Linked DNA regions of Bicyclus anynana: region 1 is linked to region 2. Evidence: chromatin contacts called from public Hi-C data. All regions are on one chromosome and are shown on one strand. Each heading gives the region's core, a stretch centred on a gene start, on an enhancer-like site or on the middle of the called end of the contact. The rest is flanking DNA. Distances are from core to core; before and after follow the strand shown.

Region 1 (5,706 bases), core at 791-3,290, 280 kb after region 2:
AGCCGCCACCCGTGTGCACCTTCTTGCCGTCCTTCTCCTGCGCCTCCTTGTAGGTGTCCCACAGCTGGCGCAGCTCGGGCGGCGGCGGCGTGCCCGCCAGCTCGAACGCGCGCAGCACGTCGCCCGCGTAGCGGCCCTGCTCCGGCGTCAGGAACGTCCACGCGTAGCCCTTGTTGCCGGCGCGCCCGGTCCGCCCGCATCTGTATACAACGACAGTTTCACAATTTCATTGATATTTACCATTCATTGCGCTGGACTGACCAAGTGAAACCCGCTCTAAATGTATCACCCCTCGATTTCTCCACGATGTCATCATCAGATCCTGACATGAAAAGAATGGGACCACCCTGGAAGTAAACCCTTCAAAAAAAGAATTTTCAAAATCGGTCCATAAATGACGGAAATATCGCTGGACATACATAAAAAAAAACATACTTACAACCGTACGTAGAACCTCCTCCTTTTTGGAAGTCGGTTAAAAAGTACAAAGACATAGGCAAGATTAACAGCAAAAGTATGGCTCTGCTGCCCTAATCTCAGACAACTAAAAGTGAGGCTTCTAAGATGCGTGCTGCCATCTACAGGCATAGTGAAACAGTGTTTGTTATTTTAAACTACCAGTAGATGGTGTTCTAAGAGAACTTTGAAACAATCCCTTTTTGTACGCTTCAAGAACCTGTTGCGATGCAGTTATGCCTGAGGCTCATAGATGGCGCTTTGTTTTTTATATTAGAAAGAAGTTCCACTTCAATCGTATGGTCTAAAGAAAACAAGGAGGGTGAAAACTTCCTCCTTGTTTTCTTTGAGATAAAGGTAAAAAGTTTGTACTGCTCAGTCACCAAATATTTTTCATTAGTCTATGCTACATTACCTTTCCTCAGTAATCTCTGTCCACACTAACCTGTGCACGTAATCCTCGTAGTGATTGGGACAGTCGTAGTTGACGACCAGCACCAACTGTTTGACGTCGAGCCCGCGCGCCGCGACGCTGGTGGCTACCAACAGCTTCACCTTGCCAGACTTGAAGTCAACGATCGTCGAGTCCCTGTCGAATTGATCAATACCTGTAACAGGCCACTATTAATATATTCGTCTCTTTTAACACAGTATTGATTTGGTATACTGCCTCCTTTTATAATTAAAACAGAAATAAGGAATGACATTCTTTTCAGTAATCATTTATTTTTAATATACTCTTTGCAGGGAAGAGCACAGGTGTCTATAATACAAGTTCTTTCTTAGTTTAGATACCTGTTACTCATCCATGAATTATAATGTTAAGCTATTTTTCCCTATTATGTTACAGTTTTATAGAGAATAAACGATTAATATTATTATTAAATAAAATATTTTGTTTCCTATCTTTAAAATTGGCGCAGTCGGTAGGACTTTTTAAAAATTAAAAGAAATAATATATTTCTAATTATTGCTATTTGCATTCTTCTTGACAGTCGTTTGAAACCAATGTAAATAATCACAAAATAGTTTCACGAAGTTATGGCAAAATAAGTTATTTAAAACTAATAATTAAATTTAATTTCGCAAAATTTTTTTATGGAGGCAGTACACACTTTCACAAATTTTATAAATGTCACGCAAATATGTCCCCTCTGTACACGAACAGAAGCTGAAATAAAAATTGATCAGTTTTAGTAAGGTTTTCTATATTTCCGTCTCTAAAATATCTATGTAAAAATACAATACAGATATGTAAATCACAGCATATTAAAATAAGAGTGTAAATGTAATCAGCCTAATAAATAATCTAATATTAATAAGCACATATTGCTTTTGATGACTAAGTTATGTAATTTGCCCATCTACTATGTCGCTTTCGGCGACTAAGTTACATAGTTTGCCTATAGATGACGCTTTCGACGACTCAGTTGTATAGTTTGCCTCTAGATGTCGCTTTCGGCGACTCAGTTATGTAGTTTGCTTGTAGAAGACGCATTCGACGACTCACTTCTGTAGTTTACCTATAGATGTCACTTTTGGACGATTAAGTTACATAAAATGGCTATAGATGTCGCTTCCGACGGCTCAGTCGCGTAGTTTGCCCATAGATGTCGCTTTCCAGTACTTAGTTATGTGATTTGCCTATAGATGTCGCTTTCGATGACTCGTTTATGTAATTTGTTTAGAATATCGCTTTCCAATTAACTAATTATGTACTTCAAAACAATAACGACTTACCCCCATGTAAACTCATGCAAGAATACGACGCCTTCATCAGATCCTTGAGGAGGCTGTCAGCGTTTTCCTGTTTGTCAACAAAGACAATGATACTGCCCATCTGACTGTACAGCCCCAACAGTTCTAGAAGCTTAAAGAACTTCGCGTCATCTTCTAATATGGCCACGTGTTGTTCTACTTCCTTGCACACTACGCTGCGGCCACCCACCTACAATAAAATATTGTACTAATTTGAATCATCTTTGAACTAAAAAGTTAGTACCTAGTTAGCTAAAAACTAGTAGTATAAACTAAGTAAACTTGCTCAAACTTAAAACTTAAAGTTAGCAAAATTCAAATAAATATATTTTTGGACCACAAAGTATTTTTTTTTTCAAGGAGTAAAGAACCTTATATATAAATATATAGAAATGAAATGCTGTTAGTTAGTCAACTCGAGAAACTCGAGAAAAGCTGAACGGATTTATCTTATCTTGGTCTTGAAATGTTTGTTGGGGTTTAGGAGTAGGAAAGAATAAGCGAAGCTAGTGAAAATATTTGTTTTTTAGGTTGGAATTTCCTTAATATCCAATTTTAATGGAGGTTTCGTCTATTAGCCTATGACCCACTTCCTTGTGGTGGACCATTCATATACAATAAAAGGTTTCCTTATCAAGGCCCTTTATAAGAGAGAGGATTTGGAGCCTACATTGTAGAAGGAAAAACGTAGTCTAGTATTTATTATTGCTTCAGATGTTTATGGTTATGTGCCGTGCTGACCAAGGATTCTACGGGAGGTTGTTTAGTTCTGTGCAAGTCACACCTAAGTCGGCCGATGTCCATGGGGACTTTTCCTCCACGCACAAAAAAACAAACAGGTCTTTGTCTATGGTGTACCTGAACTTCAATAGGTTTCTGCAGAATTCGCCTCGCGAGCGCTTCCATCTGCCGCGGGAAGGTAGCACTGAACATCACGGTTTGTCGGTCGGGTCGCACGTTGTCGATTATCTTCATCACCTAATTAAACAAAACGTTACACATTTAACGTTATTATGTAACTCGGTTTACGATTCAAGTAATCTGTAACTATATCGTTTTTCATCGTATTTTGCAATCATCTAACATTGTGTTTTCAACGAAATGACACAATAAAAAATCATGTGAGATGATCATAGAAACAAAATAACGGTACCACTTAATGAAAAATGGTGCATTTAAGGTTATTTTTTTAAAATTTGAACGGTACACCGAGATACATAATGGGCCTGCAGTTCGGTTCAATGTCGTTGGTCCACCAAGTAGGGATTCAATCCTATACAGTTCATTGATATCTAAATATATAAAAGTCACTGAAATATCGAGAACCGCTAGACGTATAAAGATAAAAGGCAGTGAGGTAGTTTAGAGTTAATAGATGTCCGTTGAGAAAGGATTATGCAGAACTATTGAATAGTAGGTTCACCGCTGACCTGCGGCTCAAAGCCCATGTCGAACATGCGGTCGGCTTCGTCCAGCACGATGTAGGTGACACGGCGCAGGTTGGTGACGCGGCCCGAGTTGGCGGCCAGCATGTCGATCATGCGACCAGGCGTACACACTATCATCTCGGCGCCGCGCTTCAGCTCCGCTATCTATGACGAAATATATTATGTATCCATTGACCTCTACGGTGCAAGTGGAAGGACATAAGAGGAGAGGAAGGCAAAACGAAGAGATGGTTGGATTGTGTTAAAGAGGACATGTGTGTAAAAGAAGTGGAAGGCAAAAGGAGAGATGGTTGGATTGTGTTAAAGAGGACATGTGTGTAAAAGGAGTGGATGATGAGTTGACGAGTAACAGAGACGAATGCAAAAGATTGACATATTTTTCCTACCCCACTTAAGTGGGATAAAGGTAACACGATGATGATGACCTCTTATAATAAAAGGATGCACAATCATGTAGAAAAATTCACTTAAAAACTGGCCAATTTTGCTTTGACAGTTTTAATTATTGGTTAAGAAAATTATACCTAAAGGTCTTTAAATATGATCGAATATTCAATAAAATTCCAAATTCAGAGCAAATTCAACCTTAAGGATTGAGTTTTAGTTTTTACTCTTTCCTTCAAGAAATTCTCACCCCTGGAGTTACGCCTCTAAGCGTCGAGAGCATATTAAGGGATGATTTTTATTGGACTGGGCCTTGTCAGGGTTGGCTAAGGCAGTAACTACCATGGTTAAAACCAGTCCCATGATTATCATAGAATAGTGATTGTTACCTAATTGATCGTTATCAACATAGTCCTGCCATTGGAACAGTTTAAATAATGGAGTTTTAAAGTAAGAGCCAGCTCTTCAGACCTGAACATAAAATAGGAAACAATTAGACATACCTGTTCTGATATCCCAGTGCCTCCATAAACGCAAACAACGCGCAATCCTAGCGATTTGGCAAACTTCTTGATATCCTTCCCGATCTGCATACACAACTCTCTTGTTGGTGTCATTATAAGAGATATTGGTCCGTCAGTGTCCTCTAAGGGCTGTTGGTCCAGGACATGCCGGAACATTGGCAGGATGAAGGCCAGAGTTTTGCCTGAACCAGTTTTTGCTATACCAATGAGATCTCTGTAAAAAAAGAATGCATTTTTAGCATTTGAGTAAGTAATTTAAAAAAATCAAGCCAACATCTTCTTCCCTTTGAAGTTAGTTTTTAAATTACTTTTATGGTTTTTTTTTCATTTATATTGTATTTTAACTTTAGACTAGGCTCTAATCTGACTTATAGACTTTGAGACAGGATCCACGAATTTCAGGGTTATGTAGTTGGTTTGGCGCTTAGGAATCGACAAATTTTGTAGACATAGAGCTTCATTTATTTATACTGATCTAACAGGTGATTATAACTAATCGAAAAACATCAATTTTTTACTGTGGTGGAGTGTGGAATCAATTTTTTACAGGAACATTGGAAAAAATTGTCTCAGCTAAAATACGAAAACGCTCGCTTGTATTTTTTTTTGCATGAGCGATTTAAGTTAAAAAATTATATGAAAATTTTTATGGCACATTCCCTGGGTCAACTAGCACTATGTCTATGTATTATAATAACCAATGTGTAATATTTACCTTCCTGACATAATAGCGGGGATGGCTTGCGCCTGGATTGGCGTAGGTTTCTCAAAGCCAAGCTTCTTCAGTATCTCAAGCTCTTTCTTGCTGATCCCACAATGCGCCCATGATTTGATAGGTTTTGGACAACCCTTGCCCTTCACGCGAATGCCTTCTAGCTCGGTCCTGTACGCTTCTACCTCTTCTGGGGTCATTCGTGATAGCTCGCTTACCTGATACAGACAAAAACATAGTTATTATCAGACTATTTTAATAGCCTACTACGAGGTCAGACCTTACAGAAGGGATATGGAGACCTCAGACCTACCCACCAAAAAAGAAAAACCTATAGAGTCTTAGTCTTAGTCTTAGTCTTAGTTTTCCCACAGGGGTGAAAATATGTCCGAAAAAGGGTGCCCTATCTTGCGGAGGACAAATC
Region 2 (5,401 bases), core at 1,965-4,464:
ATTTATAACGAATTAAAGCTTTGTCATGGAAGAATTATTATCACAATGTAAAAGTCAACTTCAATAATGCAATCGATTCAATAAAACATCGCATTATATTAACATTAACAAGAGCAGAATTGTGAGGATTTTGTATGGCATCATCCCTTAAATATCATCGCCGCAATAGTTTCCTCGCACGAGAAGGGACGAACCTAAATAATAAACCTCATACGGGTCTTCATTTATATTACTTATCTCTAAATAACGGACTTCAGTCTTCAAGTGGTATGCTGAGTTTTAGTTTCTCAAATTACTGTTGATAACTTATATGAAAGATCTACCAAGGACGCCACTTATTGGCTTCTATGTCGTGGTCCACCGGTCCTTCAAGTCGGTCTCTTTTCTCTGCGTAGTAAGCGTCTAATTGCCGTCTCGCCTCCTCTTGTTTTTTGTATTCCTGGTACTCGATCAGTTTCCTTTTCTTTTTTGGCGGCAAATTGTTGTAATCCATAGGTAATTCGCATTGTTCTGGAATAGGTAATTTTCTTTCTACTGTCGGTTCTACTTCTTTGATCGTTTCGTATGCAGCTTGCTCTTTTGGCGAATGTGTTACGTTCGTTGGTTTTGCCGGTGAGCGGACTTTCCTTAGATCCAAAGTGTCGTTGTTGTTCGGGTAACTTTGCGGGTAATACGCGGCGTCATCTCTGTACATTTCTTCGCGAACGTATCTCTGTTCTGGATGTACTTCGGGGATAGCGTTCAAGTCGATGTTTGAAATGTTTTCATGACCGCGTTTGTCCATTATGTGTTGTCTGATTTTCTGCAATATAATGTCTTTGGCTTCAGCTGGGACTTTGTTGAAGTACGCCCCGTTTCGGTGGCCATTCACTGGGCCGTGTTCTGTGTGGTGTGGTGCCAATTTGTCAACTGTAGTCAGTAGGCCAGCAATAGGCGCGTTTTGTTTATTTTGGCGCGTGTACGACCACTGTTTGGAAGCGCTGTCTGAGTAAACTGAATCTTCAGCGTCTGAAGAAGATCTATCGTGGTCGCTGTAATAATGATGTCGGTCAGACACAACAGAGGATGGCGAAACGGGTGGTGAAAACGTGGGTCTTTCTGGTACTTGAATAGTCAAAGGCTCTGACGTAATCAGCCTCGATAAATGTCCGACCAGATTCTGACTCACTTTCGAATCTAAGTCAGGAACTGACATTATAAATCTGCATGCTTCCGCAGCACACTGTCCAAACCCCGCTTGGAACTTCTTCGCTTCTATAACGGGATCTTTAGGCCTGTGCAACTTTGTGAGGTGATTAACAGTTAACTCAAGGATATCTGCCTTTTCCAACTTGCTCAGGTTGTCGTCATCGATCTGGGGACAAAAATAAAATAGATTGAACTAAAGGGCAGGTGCGTCTCATGTTACGGGAGTTAAACGTCACATTAATATAACTGTTGCCCTGTTTATTAACGGACATTTAAGCTTGCTTCCAGTTTGCTACGGTCTCGCTGTAAATAGGCTCTCGGATAAACAAAAGGACAACCGGTCCTTGATATAAATAAATGGCGTGCGAACGTAAGATGGATTGCGCTTTGACGACTCGAGTAAGTGTTTTTTTAATAAGTTTACATAAATTACGGCTGTCTCCGCTAATGGGCAGTAAGAATTTTGAATTGTTGTTAACTTTTGTATTGGAATTATTTAAGTTTTTGAATTGAGCTTTATTGTTTCACTAGTGGAAGCCTGCGGCTCGTTTCATATGAGATTCTGTTTTTAACAAATCCCATGTTAAGTATAGATTTTCCGAAATAAAAAGTAGCTTAAGTTCTGTTTCAAGATCCAACTTATCTCCATACCAAAACTCATTAAAAACGGTTAAGAGATGAAATGTATTAAAATACTTCCGCATTTAGGTATATCTAATATTCGTTTGTCTTAGTTAAATACATAGAATATGCATACTTAATGGATCATATTCATTTTATTTTACAATCATTGCAAAATCTTCGTAAACGTTGAAGATGACTTGTACAATAAAAATGGCGTCTCAGGTAAAAATTCCAAGGGACATAAATAATGCGCTATTGTTACATTCCCGTCAGTCCGTCCCATTTAATTTTACCTTATATTTGAAAAACTAACAATATGATCTCTACAACACAACACTAAATGTATATAATGCTTATTTCTAAAATTAGGTAGGTAGGTATACCTAAATATGAAAGTCTTATCTTGAATTATAATCACATATTTAGCAAACACTGAGATTCGCGTAGCAAAGTTTCCCTTTATTATGCTTCAAAAAAATTTGTAATCTTCAAATTCATTATTTTTAATAAGAAACATTTCAACTCCATTATTTGTTAGAACATTACAATCATTATATTCCCCCAATAAAGCTTAAACTATAATCTATAAAACTGCTATTTTCTAGTATTTATTAACCTTAGCTTTATGGTAATAGGGGTCGGACTGAACACCTAAAGATCATAGGTTCGAAACCATCCTGTTACACCAGTATAGCATTCAATTCTATGTCTTTACGACTAGTTAGAAAAATTAATATTGGTTATATTTAAAAGATATATAGAATAAACATATCATAGTATAGAAATGCATATATTGAAATAACTTACCTCTAAAGCCCCGACCATGAGATCTTTTAGCTCGTCGAGACATCTATTGATTCGCGCTCGTCGCTTCCTCTCGAGCAAAGGCTTCGTTATTTTCTTGTATTTCGCCGTCTTCGACAAAGGCGCCGGATCCATTTTATTTACCTGACAACACAGTAATTTATTATTAATTATTAACCTTAATTATAATCACTATTAAATTCCAAATTCCTCAGGGAGTTATTTTTTATACTTAACAAATTCAGCTCTTAAAAATGTATTAAAAGTTGTTAGGCTACTTTTTGGAGCGCGTCTTTAAATACGTCTATAACACTTACAATATTAAAATTCACTGATATAAAATACGACAACGATTATAATTTATCAAAAGTGAAAAACCTTTAAATATATGCACTGATCGAGTTCATTCAGATATAAGTTTGTATAGAAATTTTAGTGAGCTAACCTTGTTACAAACACGTCGATATTTTAAATGTTCCGTTTAGTTCTACGTACGACACGCGCGTCGCCGACCGAGGTTCGAGTGGTACTGCCTGAAAAAAGCCTTCCCTTCACCCTCCCCGCGTCCCGTGCCTCCCGTCCCATCCCTGCCATTCATAGCCACGTGTGGTCATGGGATCAATTTACCGTGCGTGTCTCCTGAGCGCTGTTTGGGGTACCCATAAAATAGCTTTGAAGGAGTTACTGTCTTGGGTTTAGCGTTCTTTTTTTTTTGTAGATTTGGACATGCCCTTGTTATATACCTAGTATAATATAAATAGCCTTTCTTGATGAATAATGTTTACCAACAAACAAATTAGAAATGAGGGTATAAATCAGTCATTTCACACCTAATAATAATTATAATTAACTAGTTCGTAAATGAATGAAAATAAATTTGATTAGTAAGCTTTAACCAATTAGATATGGTTAATATAATTTATATAACATTTTATAAGCAAACCGTACATAATTTAAAATAAATAAGTTATGAAATGACATGCGTTTTCTAATTTCATTTTTAATTTTTTTGTTGGAAACACTCATCAAGAAAGGTTGTAGTATAGTTTTTAAAATAACCTGTTAAAGGTAGTTAAATAATTTTAAATTAAGAATATGTTCAATACATAGCAAAAGTTTAAAAAATATTAAATAAAACAAAAAAAAAGTAAAACATTTAAAAACCCCTTTAACATTTTTTTTTTTGCATTTCCTGACACAGATTAGGTACATAAAGTACGTACTTATGGACCTACTTATTAGTCATCAATGATTTAATTCGATTTCCCAGGTTACTTAATATACTTACCCAAACAAACATTTTGAGATTTTCTATTTTAGTCAAAGGAAGACAATTATCATAATGATTTGATATCTATACCTAAATATCACGTAAATTAACTTCATCGGACATCGTTCAAGTAATCTTTAACCCAATAACACATTGTAACACCTTAGTGGGCACGTGAATATACGTTCACGTGTAATGTCATGTCAACCTCGTATAAGCCGCGTAGTTCCTATACCAGTTGGAATACGGGAATAAAATGTAGCCTATTTTAATCCCTGATAAGAATTTTTCAAATCAATGCAGTAGTTTATTCGTTACATACAAAAATACAAATATTTCATCTATAGATATCAGTGTTGAAAACTTTCTGTCGCATATGTAAACCCAATAAACTCTAAAACAATTAATTGTATTGATTTTCCTGCTGTTTTCAATTTCATGAATTATTTACGTATATTTTGGTGCTTTTTGCTTTATATATGTACTTATTTCATTTTAGTGGCTGAAAATTACTTATGAAAATGTCGGAAAAAGGCATGAAGTCATGTCTGGAGGCTTCCGTGCAGGCTCAATAAAACTCCGTATACTTAGTAGTTAAAATCTACATTAAACTAAATAATAACATCGATTTTTGAAACAAAGTAATTTTTATAAAAGGCAAGTAAATATTAAGATTATTTTGTTACCTACTAGGAAGTACCTAGTCCTATGTAAATTTAAAAACCGTTAGCACACTATATAAACCTTTTGTAAAAACAAAAATATTACTGCTTTTATTGCTGTGCCTGAGCAATAATATCTATGTCGGTGAAGCCTTTTTTTTTAAAAATAACCGTAAAATAATTGCCAAACATAAATATTTTATGACACCTCCACCCTAAACTGATTACCGCAGTTAAATAAAAACAAATCACCCGTAATTACACAAATGTCTGTAAACGTTTAACGAATGACAGTAGAGTAGAAAGAGGTATTCGATTTTCAAAACGGTTTTAAAATCTAAGAGGCCGCTTTACTTTGGCGGCGTGCTGCGTCAAAGGACAAAAGGCAACAAAAAAGCTTAACAAATGAATGCAAGAAAGGAGGCACAAGTTTAAATTGGTCCTCGGTTTTTTTTAGCAGGTAGAAATTAGCGCGCGCCGACCCGAATTCTCAAATAGCCTGTGCCTGTGCTGTGTTAAAAGTTTAAAACTCTATGGGATAATAGAATTAAATGTTGGGGTACTTATTTAAATTAATTGTTTATTGTTTTTATTTATTTTAAAATTGTTCAATGGCTTCGACGATATTATTATTTTATTGGTAATTTATGATTACCTATTAAATTCATTTACGTAATTGTTGTTAGTGTTAAATTTTGAAATAAAAATGATGAAAAAAGTTTGTATATGCGGATGTCAAGGAGACGAATGACGAAACTTATAAAAAATTAGCAGACTCCCGCGACTTCGTCCGCGTAGAATTCAGTTTTCGCAAATCCCGCGGGAACTTGACGGCCTCCGTGGCGCAGTGGTA

What was found. A called contact is a pair of places that touch in the nucleus more often than the background predicts.
Region 1: a Hi-C map of whole larva shows a contact between it and region 2, with 3 times the contacts expected there. The contact joins the enhancer-like site here to the promoter of LOC112051896 in region 2. A contact is called at or near these places in 2 of 2 Hi-C or Micro-C datasets (whole body and whole larva).

The regions. Positions count from the first base shown.
Region 1 is chr19:4,756,206-4,761,911 of ilBicAnyn1.1, forward strand. It overlaps LOC112045235 (probable ATP-dependent RNA helicase DDX46), which reads right to left. Exons shown (of 18, transcript XM_024081340.2): 8 at 5,286-5,500; 9 at 4,550-4,784; 10 at 3,645-3,806; 11 at 3,073-3,192; 12 at 2,197-2,404; 13 at 902-1,064; 14 at 1-200. Among protein-coding and RNA genes, the nearest start is that of LOC112045235, 7.9 kb to the right of the region's middle. Within about 2 kb of position 2,041, at least 6 of the 8 cell types and tissues checked have open chromatin away from gene starts, as enhancers often do.
Region 2 is chr19:4,476,144-4,481,544 of ilBicAnyn1.1, forward strand. It overlaps LOC112051896 (hairy/enhancer-of-split related with YRPW motif protein 1), which reads right to left and starts at 3,215. Exons shown (of 3, transcript XM_024090731.2): 1 at 3,062-3,215; 2 at 2,620-2,760; 3 at 1-1,354. The coding sequence starts at 2,751. The coding sequence ends at 320.